Linked DNA regions of Canis lupus: region 2 is linked to region 1. A link is a contact called in public Hi-C data. All regions are on one chromosome and are shown on one strand. Each heading gives the region's core, a stretch centred on a gene start, on an enhancer-like site or on the middle of the called end of the contact. The rest is flanking DNA. Distances are from core to core; before and after follow the strand shown.

Region 1 (2,645 bases), core at 103-2,602:
CACATTAAATCAGGGAACTGAAATCCATTTTTCGCCAATAGCGAACTTCTCTTTTCATGTGTCATGTTCCATACAGATAATACGAAGACAAATTCCTGGTTATAATGCATCAGTTTCCAAGGGACTCAAATTCTTTTAGGTATTTAATTAACAGCCGTAACCGTCTGCGCCCTGGATCTACTGTAGACAAAATGAATGTTTAGAGACCAAGGCAGACCAGGAGAAACCTCCACGAGCCACGGGCGAGCCGCAGCGGCTTCCTCCTGTTAACCTTCCCCACGTCACGAGGAGGACGGGACAGCGTGAGGGGCTTCCCACGTGCGGAATCTAATCCCGGAATCTCACAGGCCTCCTTCGAGGCCGCGCCTCCTCAGCTTAACACCGGAATTTGAATCTCACAGCTTTGAGAATCCTCAAAACTGAAGGACACCTGAGAGATACTGCGGGCAAGCTCCTCCCCCACTTCAGGCCCAAGGAACCTGCAAGTGCACCGTTTAAAACCATCTAGATGGACCCCAGGTGTAAGTGGGAATGTTCTAGCGAGCACACGGTCATCTCCCAGAGGACGCCTAAAGCCGCAAGACCCATCCTGCTGCTCAACCTGCTGCTGGGTCCTCCCCGTTACCTGCTGGCCGTCAGTTCCCAAGGCCCTTCGCAGACATTACAAATCGTCCAGTAGGAGGACTCCGCGGAGCCCACCATGCTGCGGGGACGGCAGTGGCGGCCGTGGGGCGTCGCGTGCCCTAGGAGTCCTCCTCCCTCCTCTCATCCGTCCACAAAGGGCGGAAGTGAAGCTCTGCCTTTATGTTTGTTTCTTAAAGATTTTACTTATTCATGAGAGACACAGAGAGAGGCAGAGACCCAGGCAGAGGGAGAAGCAGGCTCCCTGCGGGGACCCCGACGCGGGACTCGATCCCAGGATCCGGGGTCACACCCTAGGCCCAAGGTAGACGCTCCACCGCGGAGCCTCCCCGGTGCCCCTGCCTTTATTGCTGTTGTCTTTACTAACGTGACGAGAGGCACCAAAGAATTTGTAAACATCAGATTCACAAAATTCGCCAACAAAAAATTCACGGAAATGAAAACTTCCGTTAGGCTTGTTTCATTTTGCTTGAAGCCCTGCCCGTCAATCACATGAATTATGAAATACACACTTCATTATACAAAATGAAATAAACTACGAACGTTTACGCTGTTAATCATCAATCAAAATTAATCGTTTGAGCCACCAGTGGGGAAAGAGGAAGGAGCCACTTCGCGAGCCTCGCCGGGAAGCCGACGTGCGTGGGGACGGCCTTCCAACACCTCCAGTGACAGACCCGAGGAACCGCCGGAAAGGGGTGAGCGGAGGCATGTAGAGGTCAACGGACTCGGGCGTCACACATGACGGGATGGGAAGCGGAAATGTGAACCAAACAGCTTCCCTGTGCTGCACCAACGCTGCCAGCCCAGGGGGTGCAGGGCTTGAGCGTCTGCCTTCGGCCTGCGTCTCTGCCTGTCTCCTGAACAAATAAAATCTTAAAAAAAAATAAAAAATAAAGACAAACTTGGGCCTCACACCATCACCCATTTAAGTGTTGGAGATTCCCAGTGAAATTCTAAAATACGAGTTCCCCTCCAGCACGTCGCCCTGCGCAGATCACCGCAAGGTCACTGGGGTGTCAGGGGCCTGGTGGCGGCCGGGGGAAGGGGCTGCTCCAGGGCCCCAACTACAGTCTCTCTTCTATTTCTCCAGAACTTCTTCACTGGACTTCTTCATAACTAGATGAACGACGTACGACAACGTTACAACAACCCCACGGAAGCCGCTGGCAGGGGTGTGGGGGACGGAAGGCTCCATGGGGGGGAAGCCCCTCCGCGGGGGGGCAGCTTCCGCCTAGCACCCAGGGTGGGCCGAGCGCCACGGACGCAGAGCCTCAGTCCTCTCTCTGCTTGGCGCTCAGGTCCCAGGCCCTTCCTCCATGTGGTTTCCACTCCGTGGACTCCGGGGCCCTCCAGACGGGGCAAGATTTTAATGGACTCTTAGGAAGGGCAGGGACCAAGTGTTGTGGTGGCTTGGTTGCAGGTGGCTCGGGTGGAACAAATATTAAAGAGTTTGTGTATTAAAATATCTGTTTTTTAAGAAAAATGATCACTTTTAAGGTAAACAGATACATCTTTTTCCTGTTTATTACATAACCGAGGCTTAAAAACAGGGCCGTCCATCCAGCTCAGACACAGGATCAAACTCAAGAAACCTGAATTCTGCACCTGGAACAGTTGCACAAACAAGTGCTAGACACACGTGCCCTTAACAGAGGAGGAGAACACCACCGTGCCGACACTGGGAATGTCTGGCGGGAGCGTGGGCCCAGGACACGCCGGGCCAGAGACCGCCAGCAGAGTTTGCATGACCCGAGCACGTAGGTGAAGAACCCGGCACCGCTCCCTGCCTCTGCTACTGCGTCCTGGCCAAGCCGCTGCCCTGGGCTGGCCTCCCAGCTGGTCCTCCTCCTCCTGCGCCCGGCTCACCTCCACCCTGCCCTGGGCCAGCCTCCCAGCCAGTCCTCCTCCCCCTGCGCCCCGCTCACCTCCACCCTGCCCTGGGCCGGCCTCCCAGCCAGTCCTCCTCCCCTGTGCCCCCCTCCCGCCCACCCTGCCCCTGG
Region 2 (2,645 bases), core at 69-2,568, 38 kb after region 1:
ATGACTATAAGGACAGAAACGAACACGTTACTGCTTTCCCCCTGCCTGCAAGTGTACCAGTCACAGAGAAAAAATCTCTCTAGCTCAGCATAAAGAACTGACATTAAGGGATCCCTGGGTGGCGCAGCGGTTTGGCGCCTGCCTTTGGCCCAGGGCGCGATCCTGGAGACCCGGGATCGAATCCTACATCAGGCTCCCGGTGCATGGAGCCTGCTTCTCCCTCTGCCTGTGTCTCTGCCTCTCTCTCTCTGTGACTATCATAAATAAAAAAAAAGTCTTTAAAAAAAAAAAAAACTGACATTAAGAAAACCTACCTCCTGTTTTAAGTAAAAGCCCCAAGTCCTATACCTCGACGCTGCTGCATTTTTCAGAACGTTAGTGGGTACCACTGAAACAACAGTTCCAGATAAACGCCGTGAGCACTATATTCAAGCATCAGTCCCATGGAAATCTGCTGTCATCAGCTTAATTTCTGCATATTAAATGAATTCCGTTAAAGCGCAAATGCTACTACTGGCTGAAAAACAAAGGGAACGTAGGAAAGGCAGAACAACCCGCTTCACTTCTGCAAATTAAGTAAAATTAAGCAAAAAAAAAAAAAGAAAGGAAGCGAGCAAAGGGAAGGAACTCCGAGCTGTCTGCAGCAGTGGTCCCTCGCAAGTTCTGGTGCTTCCCCTCCAAGACACCGGAGGAGGAGAGCAAAGAAGACAAGGCGCCTCTCCTTCCGGGAGTCAGACTCCGCACAGCTTGCAGTATTCGCCGAATTCGCTGTGAGGTGCGCAGGGGAGCGGGGGGCGGGGGGCGGGGGGCGGTGGGGTCCGCGCGGGGGGCGGCGCGGGCCTGCGCGGGCGGCAACCGGGGCACCGCGGCGCTCCGGGCGCGAGCAGCCTCCGGCGCGCACCTGCAGGGGCCCCCCGCCCCCCGCCCCCCGCAGGGCCGCCCCGGGTCCAGGGCCCCGCGCCCGGCCACCCGCTCCGGGCTCCGCGCTCCGGGCTCCGCGCTCCGGGCTCCGCGCTCCGGGCTCCGGGCCCCGCTCCCCCGCCCCGCGCCGCCCCGCCCCGCCCCGCCGCAGGCCCGGCCCGCACGCAGACCCCGGGGCCGCCGGGCCGTCGAGCCTCCCCGCGTGCAGGGCGGCGGCGCACCTGTCCTCCGACACGCTGATGACGCCCTCCTCCTTGGGCACGAGCACCGCCATGTTCACCACCTCCTGGGACCCCTCGACCCGCTGCAGCAGGATGGGCTTGCGGGTCAGCGGCTGCGGCTGCACCTCCGCCGCCATCGGGGGACGCGGCGCGCCGCGGGGCCGGGCCGGGGCGACGGGGCGGGCACGGGCGGAGACGGCGACTCGGGCTGACGGGGGCCGCGCCCCGGGACCGACTCCGCGCCCCCGGCTCGGGGCACCGAGACCGCCGCGACCCGGCTGCGAGCCGGCGCCACCGCCGGCGGGGGGCGGGGCCGGGGGCGGGGCCTGCGGGAGGGGCGGGGCCGGGAGGGCGGGGCCTGCCGCGGGGGCGGCCGCCGGTGGGCGCGAGGGCGGCTGCTCTTCCGGAAGAGCGGTGGGGGAGGAGCGGAAACCCCGGGCAGGAGGCGGGGCGGGGCGGGGGGGCCCCACGCGCGTGCGCCGGCCCGCTAGCCCCGCCCCCCGCGGCCCCGTCGCCGTCAGGCCCGCCCCCGGGACGCATGCGCTGTCCGTTACCTGCGGGCTCCGCGACTCGTCACCTTCCACGTCAGGGGCTCAGTCCCCGCCCTTTTGCTGTCCCGGGAGCGCGCGGCAAACACCCCCGGGAACGCGCTTGCCACGTGCCCCGCCCCCTCCGGAGTCCCCGCCAAGGGGGCGGACGCGGGGCGGGGAGAGCGCGCCAGGGCGAGGCCGGAAAGCAGCCGCCCGCAGGCAGGAAGGCGGAACGCGGTGGGACGTGACCGGGCATGCGCGCTGCTTAGCTGTCGCGAGCGGCCTCTAAGAGCAGCGGGCCGCGGCTGCGGGCACGGGCTGCTCCCAGCGTGCACCGGGGCCAGCCCGAGGGCTCCTGGGAGTTGTAGTTCTCCGGGGCCTCCTCGCCCTTCGCCTGGAACGACCTATCGCCCACCTGGCAGCCGGGCCGAGCCGGCAGGCGGTCCCTACCCGCTGGGCTCAGGCCGCTGCCTGCGACTGTGCAGCCCGGAGATGGAGACCGGAGAGAATCCCTCGCGCAGGCGTCTTCGAGGGCGTTGAGACGCCGTCTGCGCTGTGATCCGTGCGGTTTCCTTCAATGACCTTAGCGGTGCGGGGTCACTGTGGCTCCCCGGGGCCCGCGCCCCCGACCTGCCGCGGCTCCCATCCCGGGTCCAGCCTTTGCAGCTTGCTGCAGGGACAAGGGGGAGCGTTACCGAGGTCACTGCGGAGTGCTGGGTGCCTGGCGCCAGGGCTCCTTGCACGATGACCCTCCCCGACCTGTGGGACCAGGCTCGGGGGGTCCCAACAGCCCCGCCAGGGCCGGGCCTCCTGGAAGCGCGTGTCCAGAGGCAGCATGCTGCAAAGCACCTGTCTCGCTACCGCGGCCCATCTCTGCGGAAGTTCTGCGAGGCGCTTGAAAGGGAGACCGGTGTTTCCCAGTTTGGGGACCTGGAACGAGGCGTTCCACTTCTCCGAGCCTCAGGTTCCGCAT

Evidence for each region. A called contact is a pair of places that touch in the nucleus more often than the background predicts.
Region 2: a contact with region 1 is called in a Hi-C map of blood, with 2.3 times the contacts expected there. The contact joins the promoter of WDFY2 here to the enhancer-like site in region 1. A contact is called at or near these places in 3 of 9 Hi-C or Micro-C datasets (amygdala, blood and liver).

The regions. Positions count from the first base shown.
Region 1 is chr22:398,274-400,918 of UU_Cfam_GSD_1.0, forward strand. The region is part of intron 1 of WDFY2 (WD repeat and FYVE domain-containing protein 2); the gene reads right to left. Among named protein-coding and RNA genes, the nearest start is that of WDFY2, 38 kb to the right of the region's middle. Within about 2 kb of position 1,353, at least 6 of the 20 cell types and tissues checked have an H3K27ac peak or open chromatin away from gene starts, as enhancers often do. A contact at or near this core is called in blood and liver, where this site is marked.
Region 2 is chr22:436,589-439,233 of UU_Cfam_GSD_1.0, forward strand. WDFY2 (WD repeat and FYVE domain-containing protein 2) reads right to left here and starts at 1,319. Exons shown (of 12, transcript XM_038569406.1): 1 at 1,143-1,319. The coding sequence starts at 1,279. It overlaps LOC119865164 (a long non-coding RNA gene), which reads left to right and starts at 520. Exons shown (of 3, transcript XR_005376111.1): 1 at 520-775.